Regions from separate parts of the Capra hircus genome. Here region 1 is linked to region 2. A link is a contact called in public Hi-C data. All regions are on one chromosome and are shown on one strand. Each heading gives the region's core, a stretch centred on a gene start, on an enhancer-like site or on the middle of the called end of the contact. The rest is flanking DNA. Distances are from core to core; before and after follow the strand shown. Region 1 has its middle 61 kb from the start of TRNAC-GCA. Region 2 holds the start of LOC102190217 (putative killer cell immunoglobulin-like receptor like protein KIR3DP1).

The links. A called contact is a pair of places that touch in the nucleus more often than the background predicts.
Region 1: a Hi-C map of liver shows a contact between it and region 2, with 5 times the contacts expected there. The contact joins the enhancer-like site here to the promoter of LOC102190217 in region 2. A contact is called at or near these places in 3 of 5 Hi-C or Micro-C datasets (blood and liver).

Annotation. Positions count from the first base shown.
Region 1 is chr18:64,474,649-64,480,286 of ARS1.2, forward strand. It overlaps the pseudogene LOC102175109. Among named protein-coding and RNA genes, the nearest start is that of TRNAC-GCA, 61 kb to the right of the region's middle. Within about 2 kb of position 1,938, at least 1 of the 5 cell types and tissues checked has an H3K27ac peak or open chromatin away from gene starts, as enhancers often do.
Region 2 is chr18:64,389,224-64,394,707 of ARS1.2, forward strand. It overlaps LOC102190217 (putative killer cell immunoglobulin-like receptor like protein KIR3DP1), which reads right to left and starts at 3,851. Exons shown (of 8, transcript XM_018063119.1): 1 at 3,784-3,851; 2 at 3,608-3,643; 3 at 2,181-2,453; 4 at 994-1,293. The coding sequence starts at 3,817.

The sequences.
Region 1 (5,638 bases), core at 688-3,187, 84 kb after region 2:
AGGGGCTTTTTGGGGAGTGAGAGGGATGGTCCAACAGTGTTTAGAGTGCAAAATAACCCTAGCCCATGGGGAAGAAAATTCCAAGAAGAGAGAAAAATACAGATTAAACACCCACGTGTGAACTCACACACACACACACACACACACACACACACACACACTTAAAGAGGAGGAGGTGTGGCTGGTTCTTGCAGTGTTTTAAGTAACTAATTAATGTCTGTGCTTGCTTTTCGTCACTGTGCACAGGCTTTCTCTAGCTGTGGGAAGGGGGCTGCTCTTTGCTGTGGTTCAGGGTCTCTCATCGCTGTGGCTTCTCTTTTTTGATCACCCGCTCTAGGCACATGGGCTTGTGGCCCACGGGCTTAACTACCCCGAGACATGTGGAATCTACCTGGTCCAAGGATAGGGCCCATGTCCCCCACATAGGCAGGCAGATTCCTGACTGGACCACCAGGGAAGTCCTGTTGCAAGCTTTTTTTCCCCTAAAGTTATTCATTTTTAATTAAAGGACAATTACAATACTGTGATGGCTTCTGCCATACATCAGCATGTATCAGCCACAGCTATACTTACATCCCCTCCACTGTGGAAATCTTTTAATGTGGAATCCTTTGTTCTTGAAGCTGTCCATGCAGGGTTGGTCATAATGTCCCTTTAAGCCCCTGACAAGACAAAAGGTTCTGTCTCTTCTGCCACTTTTTATCTCTCTACAAATGGGAACGTACTATACCTTTCAAGTTCAGAGCCTTGGATATAGTTTAGTCCCTCAGTCATGTCTGACTCTTTGTGATCCCATGGGTTGCGACCCGCCAGGCTCCTCTGTCCCTGGGGGTTCTCCAGGCAAGAATGCTGGGGTGGGTTGCCATTTCCTTCTCCAGGAGATCTTCCCAACCAAGAGATCAACTCAGGTCTCCTGCGTTGCAGGAAGATTCTTTATCATCTGAGTCACCAGGAAAGCCCACCAGTAACATAATGCGATTCAATATTTCCTCCCACAATTAACATTGCCATTGTTTTCCATTTAATTTTATCATGGACATGGTGGGATTTGGGCATCATGCTTTCACTCTCAGTGCAGCATAACACTGATGTGGAATATACCATAAATTTATAAATAGAAGTATGAATACAATGCTAGATTTCTCATTAAAGATAAAAAGATATGCAACAAGCAACAAAGATTTACTGTATAGCATGGGGAGCGATAGTCAATATCTTGTAATAACCTAAAATAGAAAATAATCTGAAAAATAATGTATGCGTATTTGTATAACTGAAAATCACCTTGCTGTGCACCTGAAACATTGTAAGTCAACTACACTTCAATAAAATATGCATATGATGAAATTAAAAATAGAACCAGTAAAATAAATAAATTTTAAAAGAAAATGAAGTCACTCAGTTATGTCTGACTCTTGGCAACCCTATGGACTGTAGGCTGGCAGGCTCCAATGTCTGCGGGATTTTCCAGGAAAGAATACTGGAATGCATTGCCATTTCCTTCTCCAAAGAGTGCAGGCCATCTGCAGCATACTCCCTGATGGTCTCTGTACTCACTCTCACATTCCAACTCTGCATATGGTGTATTCACATGGGCACCCTGAGCTGCCCCAGAGTCTCAGATGGTGAGTTTGTGGAAGGTCCCTGAAAGGAAGTCAGAGGCTGAGTCCCAGGACTTCCTCACCCCTCACTTCCCAGCTCAGCTCAGGAGCCCTTCCAGGTTTCACCAGCATCACTCTAGAATTCCAGTGTCCTGACCTTGCCCCCCACCAAATCCCTGGGACTCAAGTGAGATATGGGTCCCAGGAGACCTGGGAGAACCCACCTGCAGGGTTCGGGGGCCTCTGGCCCAGTCTCAGCCCTGCAAGTGAAATATTTGCCACCAAAAGCTTGGGTTGATTCTCTCCCCATCAGGATCCCTGGCCCCTCAAGCTGTCTCAGCCCTGAGGTTCCCATGAACTGGGGGCAGGGTGGGCGTCCTGTGCCCTCCTGCAGTCCACTCCCTGCCCTGCACATCTGGCCAAGGAGGAGAAGCTCAGAGAGGATGGAAGGCATGTCTGCAGCTCTGAGTGCCCAGCCGCCCCCACCCCCACCCTGTACAGATGAGGAGACCATGGGGCCCTAAGGGGACAAACAGAATGTGGTCCCTGGGGGGCTGCGCTGCCCCTCGGGGTTCCCACAGCCATGGACTCACAACAGGGGGAGGCCCCTCCATGGACCCGGCGCTGATGTCTCCAGGCAGGGCTCAGGAGGCATCTCAGCCCAGACCTGAGGTCTCAGCTCTTTCTCTTTCTGCCCAGTCTCATCGCCTGCTCTAGAGGGTAGGACCCAGTTTCTTGTCCTGAAGCGGCCCTGGATAGTCTGGCTCTGAATAGGACTCAGAACTTTATTTTCTCAGTCCACTCCAGAAATGGAATTTACTTCTCGTCTTCAGTCAGTTCATAAATTATTGCAGAGCACCTACTCTGTACTAGACATTGGTGCCACACAGCAGAAATACACCCATGACCCAGTAAACCCATCTTCTGTAGGTGCTTGAAGAATTCAGATTCTGCTGAATGCGGGCATCAAATGCTAACATTCAAATATTTTTTTTAAAAGAAGATACATGAGAGTAACTTGGGTTCATGTCTACACTGTGAACATTCAGAAAAATGAAGATCATGACATCTGGTCCCTGCACCCAGAGGCCAAAAAAGAAAAAAAGGATATTAGGAGAAAAATGGAAACAGTGACAGTAGCAACATGTGAGCCCCAGAATGTCTTCAGTTTAAGTGATCGTGACATTTCTTGGTAAAAGAGGTCTTGGGCGATTTAGTTCTAAGCCAGGAGAGACATCACACAGAGAGTCAATGAGCATAAGTCTCTGAGGAGCTTGATTTTCACCCCATTTGCCACCTCACTTCACACCGGGGTCTTCATGGTGTTATCCTGTTCAGCCCTCCGCTTGGTTGAGCCAAGCCACATTGTGCCACCAGTTCATAACTTAAAAGGCACATGATCTCAAATCCTTGGCTTTGGTTAAAAGAAGCAAAAAAGACAAAACATGCAAATATAGATGGATGAACACAACACGTGCAAAGCCTCCCTGGGGCACGTATTCCCTCTGCAACCCTCAGTGATCTGGAGTGGAATGTCCAGTAGAATTCTCTGTGGTGATGGGACGTTTTAAACATCTGCTCTGTCCAGCACCATGGCGCCTGGCCACATGACGCTACTGAGCACTTGAAACGTGGTGGGTGTGACTGAAGAACTGAATGTTTCGCTTCATATACCTGTAGAGTCATGGTCCGTACCGTGAGGCTGGGTGAGTACTTTATCAGCCAGTGCGGATCCAGACTGAGGGGGATACTGTCCTGTTTCTACCCCTGGAATGACAGCACCCTCCGGGAACATGGCTGGGAAAAGTCTGAGGTTCCTTTCCGGATGGCTCAGTGGTAAAGAATCTGCCTGCCAATGCAAGAGGCATGAGAGACGAGGGTTCAATCCCTGGGTCAAGAAGATCCCCTCGAGAAGGGAATGGCCACCACTCCAGGATTCTTGCTTGGAGAATCCCATGCACAGAGGGCCCTAGTGAGCTACAAAACCTCATGGCTTTGCAAAGGGTTGGACATAACTGAATCGCCGTAGCACGCAAACACACAGCCTCATGTGGCAAGTGGCACCACACTGGATATCTCAAAGAGAATATACTTTATCTTTTTATTTGGCCAACTTGCATTGCTTTGATTATTATTTCATGGAAAGCATTTTGTTTTAAATATAGCAGGTGCACATGTTAATCTTAAACTCCCAATCCATCTCTCCCCCCATCCTTCCCCTATGTTACTCTAAGTTTGTTTTCCAAGTCTACAAGTCTGTTTCTGTCTTATAAACAAGTTTATCTTTGTAGACTATTACTGAACAGAGGTTTTTTTTAATTGGCTTTCTTTTATTTTAAACTGAATAATTTGAAGACTCAACTTGCAAATTTTTATGCTTTACTGGAATTTTCAAAAAAGCAGGATGATCATGGTAACCTACCCTATATGTGAAATGGATTAGAATAACTTCTCCCAAAAGGTTAGATAGTTGAAATAGAGTGTTAGAATAGCCAGGGGAGTACTAAAGAGGTGGTGGGATTTTTGAAGACGATCCTATAATTCTTGGACTCCACTCTTAGCTTCAGAGCTGCTGGGCTGCTTTGGAGGAGGAGAAGGAGTACCCACTGAGCAACCCCTTTAGAAAGAGACGTAGCTCTTCAATTTATAACACTCTGTGTGCTCAAAGGATGGGGCCAGGTCAGGGTCAGCATGTTCTTTGTTTACATCGAATTCCTCATAGAGACTGGTCTCGGTGAAGAGGGGCATGGGGCTCAGGGGAGTGGGAGTGAACAGTCCCTCAGAGAGGGTCCTGTGGTTCAAGTGGACAAATATCACATCCTCTGCTGGTGGGTCCTGAGAGGAAGGAGATGTGAAAGATGGAATGAGATGCGATCTTTGAGGCTGGAGCACTGGGCATTGGAGGTGCTCGGGCTGTGGCAAGGCTTTGGGCTGGGAGGACCCACCTCGCCGTTCACTGTTCTGTCTTCCTTGGGCGCTCCTTCCGTGATGGCAACATCTGCGAATGGAAGAGACTCAAGGCTCTTGGGGTGGGGGCGATTCTTCTAGACCTCCATATCTTTGGTCGGGACATCAAAGCCAAAAAAGCAGTGGTGTGCCCCAGGTTGCTGAGTCTGTCTACTCCACTAAGTTAAAAAAAAAAAATCCCATATATAAGCCCAGCCACTGACGGACTCTCTCAGGAATCTGTACAAACCCACAGAGCCCATCCTACATCTTCTGTTATAGACCATCCTCTAATGCGTATCAGCAGATTCCCAAGATCATAAAGGAGAGAAGAACAGATGGCTGTGGTTGAGGGGAAGAACAGGGCTTGGAATATCCCTGGTGGCCCAGGGATTAAGAGTCCACCTTCCAGTGCAGAGAGTGTGGGTTCTATCCCTGGTGGGAGATCTGAGATCCCACATGCCTTGAAGCAACTATCCTCAATGCTGCAACTGCTGACCCTGCAAGCTCTGGAGCCTTCAAATTCACCCCAGCCCTGCAATGAGGATCCCCCATGCTGCAGCTGAGACCTGATGCAGCTGGTACAAGGAGGGAGGAGGGAGGGGAGGTCGGGATGGGAACATATGTATACCTATGGTGGATTCATGTTGATGTATGGCAAAACCAATACAATATTGTAAAGTAAAAAATTAATTAATTAATTAATTAACACACATTTTCATAAAAAGAACATGGTTCCATTGCCCTCTGGAAGATATTCCCTCAGGGATTACAACAATGGAAATCAGTTTTTAACCTACAGGAAGTGAAAATGCCATTCTCTGCTATGAGCCCACCTCCCCCTGGGTCACATGAGGCTGTGCTTCCCTCCTTCAGACTTATGATTGTGGGTAGAACACCAGTGACACTTTGGCTCTTCATACTTACTTTATGGGTAACCAGTGACAGACAAGAACAGCGAGCAAGATGCTGGTATAGATGAAGGATCCGGAGAACCAAAGGAGAAGGTGCAGCTGGCTGGAGTGGCCTTGAGGAAGCCGTGATTCTGCCAACAATCAATGGAAGACAGTCTGCTTATTCATTGCATACAC
Region 2 (5,484 bases), core at 2,601-5,100:
CAGGATTGGAAGCTTGTATACCCTGTGGTGGATTCATCTCAATGTATGGCAAAACCAATAAAGTATTGTAAAGTAAAATAAAGTAAAAAAAATTTTTTTTAATAAAATAAAAATAAAATCCTTTTGAACAAATTAATAATTTTTAAAATGGATTGTCATTTAATGTCCTTTTTTAAAGAAAGAGTATATGTGTATATATATGAATAACTGAACCACTCTGTTGTACAACAGGAATTAACAACATCTTAAATCAACTAGAATTCAACAAACATAAATAAAAAATAAAGTAAAAAAATCAAACGTGTGCTTCTCTTGAAATAAATGGAACTTACTAGCTACTGCTGGGAATATCAGAAAACGTGGCATTGACCCAGAAGAACAGATTATGGAGTAGAAATTGTCAGAATCTCATTTGATCTTTGACCATCTCATTCTTAGGGGGGGGTGGGTTCAGGGCTACCATGCCCACCCCCAGGTGCTGAAAGGGACTCCTCAGTGGGAGGGTTGGAGGGACCACTCCCCCCTCTTTGTGCAGAAGGATGCGTAAAACCAAGAGCCTGAGCAACTTCAGAGTGTCGCCCTCCATCTCGATCACCCAGGGGCTGGACTGCAGGGTGTCTGGTACCACATGTGCTGCTGACAGAGGAAGGGAGCTCTGACATGAAAGCAGGAACCCAACGCCTTAAGCAACCATCACTGGCTTCCTGAGCGGGCAATTTCCCGTGTCCCTGCTCTGGTACATTTTTCTCCATTGGTCGATCTTTCACGTTCTTGCTGCTTCCCTCTGTCACCAGCTGTGTCTTCCCCTTAGCACACGGCAGGGACTCTGTTCTCTTCTCCCTTCCATGTTCACACCTCCTCTCTCTGCTTTGTTCCCTCTCCCGACTTTGTGAGTGTCTCTGCACGCCTGTCATTCTCTCCTGGTACTGATGCTGGACTGGACACCAGACCTGTGACACAGAGAGCAGAAGGGACTGATCTAGTCACACTCACCTGTGATGATGATGTCCACGGGGTCACTGGGCGCTGACCACTCATAGGGGGAGTGGCTGAGAGAGCCATAGCATCTGTAGCTGCCCACACTCGCCAAAGTCATGGAGCCAATGACGAAGTCAGCTGGGGCCTGCCCACCAGTGAGCGTCTCTCCACATCTCTGGAAATGCCCTGTGCTGCTTGTTTTGTGCAGGATAAATTTGTCAAGCAGCGTCGATGAGTTACAGCGGAAGGTCACATTCTCTCCCTCATGCACGAGGGGGCCTGGGTGGGCTGAGATGGAGGGTTTTGGGAACACACCTAGGAGCAAAGAGGGTGTGAGCTTCAGTGAGTCACCTCACCTCGGCGCTTCCCCTGACATCTGAAGGTGTGAAAAACCTCCCCATGAAGCAGCAAAGCCAACTGCCCTTCCTGTCTGTTCTTTCGCATTTTCTTCAGCCTTGTGCTCGGGCCCTGGCTCATGCTTTTCTGTTTCTCATTCCTCAAGACCTCCAGCCTCCTCTGTGTTTATTCTAAGCTCTTTAGCTGCTGGCTCTGCTCTCAGACTCATTCATGCGTACTCAGTCCCTTCATTGTGTCTGACTCTGTGGGGCCCCATGGACTCTGGGACGCCATGCTCCTCTGTCCATGGGATACTCCAGCTGAGAATCCTGGAGTAGGTTGCAGTGCTCCTAACTTCATCCCATCCCTGTTATGTGTGGTGGGGGGCTGGGGTGGGTCTCGTTCTCTGGTAGAATACATACCAGGTATAATACATACACTGGGTCCCTTCACACTCGTCTCCGAGAATATGGGTGATGATTGGCAGGAGACTGGGGAGGAGGTGGAGAAAAAAGTGAACACTTCCCCACCTGTGACCCCCACTTCATGTCTCTGGAGACATTCCTGAACTGACAGCTCCCTACTGGCTGGCAGGTGCTGGATCAGGGTCCCCCCTTGGCCTCCCAGTTGACAAGCAGTGGCAGCATCCTGTCTAATTAATGCCTAGGGAGGCTCCTCCTTCCTGAGCCAGGGGAGTGCATCCCTCTATTCAACACCCTGAGTTTAAACTCTCAGACTTGGTTCTCTTTCCTTGGTTTGGTTCTGGCTGGGAATCCTGAGGATGTCTTTGGATGCGCGGTCACGTGGACCTATAGTAGGATTGCCTGCAGGCACGGGCATGCCGAACTGAACTTGACCCCTCCTACCTGTGACCACAATCGTCAGGGGGTCACTGACATCAGACCACACAAAGCGAGACCTGCTGGCAGAACATGTGTAGGACCCAGCATGTTTTCTGGTCACCGGGCCAAGGGTGAAGTTCTTGGAATGTCCCTGGAGCTTGGGCAAACTTGTCTCATCTCTTTTGAACAGTCTGAATATCACAAATGGACGACTGGAGTGACACGAAAGAGTCACGGTCTGTCCTAATGGAACCACGGGGCTTGGCCAGGCTGACAAAGAGGGCTTCTCATATTCACCTAGGACAGAAGGAGACACAGGCTTTGAGAGAAAAACAGGAATAATCACCTCTTCCCACTACCCTCGTGGGCACTTCCCCTTTAATTCTTCCAACTCTCCTCCCCTAAAGTGCATCACCCTGATGCTCAGGGCCACCTGGGGCCTGGGGACAGACAGAGACACAGTCAATGCAGGACGGACATCATGAGGTTCTAAGAATACGATTCGTGGAACTGATTCTTCTCCTTGGGTTGACAAAATGTTGAGAAACTTTCTCTCAAAACACAAAACACTGGGGATTCCCTGGCGGTCCAGTGGTTAGGACTCAGCACTTTCTCTGCCGAGGGCCCGAGTTGAATCCCTGATCAGGGAACTACCGATCCTGCAAGCTGCACAATGCAGGCAAAAGAAAACATCACCAAAAAGTTGATGCCTGGACAAGAAGGGAAAGGACTTCCGTGTTGCCTTTGTTGTAGCTCAAATGGTAAAGAATCTTCCTGCAATGCAGGAGAGCAGGGTTCAGTCTCTGAGTTGGCGAGATCCCCTGGTCAAGGAAATGGCAACCCACTCCTGCATTCCTGCCTGGAGAATCCCACGCATAGAGGAGCCTGGTGAGCTACAGTCCATGGGGTCGCGGAGGTTGGACTCGACAGAGCGACTAACACTAACACAACTAAGCAGTGAGAAAGCCACTTGCCTGAAAAGAAGGAAGCAAACCTTGACCCTCTCTCTTTTGTTAGCTAACCTACATCAGATCTGTGACAAAGTCCAGGTGGCCCTGCCTGATGGTCAGACCCTTCCCTGGGGTCAGCTCTAGTGGGTGCTCCTGCAGATCCTGTTGTTAAGGCTGGATGGAGATGCCATGAGCCACCTTGTTGTGGGAGTGGGGGTCTGTGGGGTGCAGCATCTTGCTCCCCTCTCATGATTGAAATGGCACTCAGTGGGCCCAGCTCCCAGCTCCCAGACTTCATACTGTGCCTTCAGGTCCAGAGTCCAGAGCTGGGCTAACCTCTGGGGAGAGTAAAGATGAATAACAAGGCCAAAGGGGGACCTGGGATCCACAGGGCACACGGTTCTCACTGTACTGACAGGGGGCTCTCCCTGCCCCCAGTGTCATCTGCATCAGCAGGAACTGCTCTGCTCAACAGAGAAATAAGGGATGCGGAGGACTCACCCACAGCTGCCCAGATCCTCAGACTCACACAGAATCCTAGGAGGAAAACTCCGTCAGAGATGGCTTGTTCTGATGGACCCCACGCTCCTTGCACCCACACCAGGAATCTGGTCTGTGGTGCGAGGACCCCCCGATTTCCACCATAAGCCTTTCTGACTCTGTCTTTCCGAACTCACCGAGACTCAGGAGGCTGAGGAGTGTGGGGCACATGGCTCTGCTTCTGTGAGACGGGAGGCAGAACTGAGCAAAGCTGACTGAGTGACAGGATGCGGAAGCGGTCAGTGCTGTTGGTACAGTCAGCCTGGTTCATGTCACATGGGAAGATGGCCAGCCTCTTCTCACGTCAGGGATGAAAGTCTGACCTGAGACGCATCACTGAGCACACCTCATGGCCCGATCTTCACATTTGTTTCCCTAAACACTGTAAACCTAAGAGATTCGAACAGATCTTGCTGCCTTTAGGAAGTAGTAACGGTGATTCTGTGTATAGCATGCAGGATGCTTTTCCCAAGCTCATGATAAATCTCATTAAACTTAACTCTTTGCAGAAGAGAAATCACATGTACTCACATCATAATTCAGGCTCAGTGCATGTTGGCAATTAAAGACTCATTAATAGAGACTTTGATTCTGCATTTTATGAGAAGACCAGACATGTGTATTATGGCTCTTTGAAAATATTACAGTATTCTGCACTGTAATATATGTGATTAAGAAACTAACTGTGTTAGTTTCAGGTGTAGAGCAAAGTGATTCAGTTATACATATGCATACATCTACTGCTTCTCAAATTCGTTTCCCACTTAGGTAGTTACAGAATGTTAAGTAGAATTCTCTCTTTTATACAGGAAGTCCTTCTTGGTCATCCACGAAAATATAGCCGTATTTGTCAATCCCAAACTTCAAATCTAACCTCACCCTGAGACTATCCCCTCTGGTAACGATAAGTTCATTCTCTGTGAGTCTGTTTTGTAATAAGTTCATTTTTTCAGACATCACAAGTAAGCGATATCATGTGATATTTGTGTTTCTCTGACTCTTCTTCACCTGAAATTATTTCGTGACTGTGACTGCAGACTTTGCACACAGACACTCTCTCTGTCTCTCTCTCTTCCTCCCTTTCCAACCCAAGGACCACCCGTGTACACAAAGATAACGTGTGTAAAGATGACGGTTGTGTTTTTTGGGAGGGGGATTTGTTCTGCCTGTAAAGGTGGACCACACTGCTTCCTAGATACTCAGATGAACACAAAATACGTCAAATAGAGACTTCCAAGCTCCAGAATGCTTGAGTGAGGGGCGTGTCCACAACAATCAACTCTAAACTGGGACAAAATGGCCCAGCTGTTTCAGGACGCCAAGGGCAGACATACACCCAGTTCAGCTGTTGTTGACAGACAGGAAAGAACCTCACTAAGGGCAGCGATTCCACACCATTGTGCTGGGGGTGGGGGTTGTTAACATTAGTGATGCTCCCTAAGTAATAAATCAGGTCTCCTCTTGATCAATATGTATGCAAAGGAGTAACAGTACAGTCACCCTTCTTAAAATGTCCTTTTATTTCCTTAATATCAGGTCTCAGAATTGATCTGTATTCTTTGTCATTTCAGTTTGTGCATTTTTACTGCCATGTAATGTTTTATTGCAGATATTTAAACCACAAATTTTTTAAATATAAATTTATTTATTTTAATTGGAGGTTAATTACTTTACAATATTGTATTGGTTTTGCCATATTTCAAAATGAATCCGCCACAGGTATACACGTGTTCCCCATCCTGAACACACATCCCTCCTCCCTCCCCGCACCATCCCTCTGGGTTGTCCCAGTGGACCAGCCCCAAGCATCCAGTATCATGCATCGAACCTGGACTGGT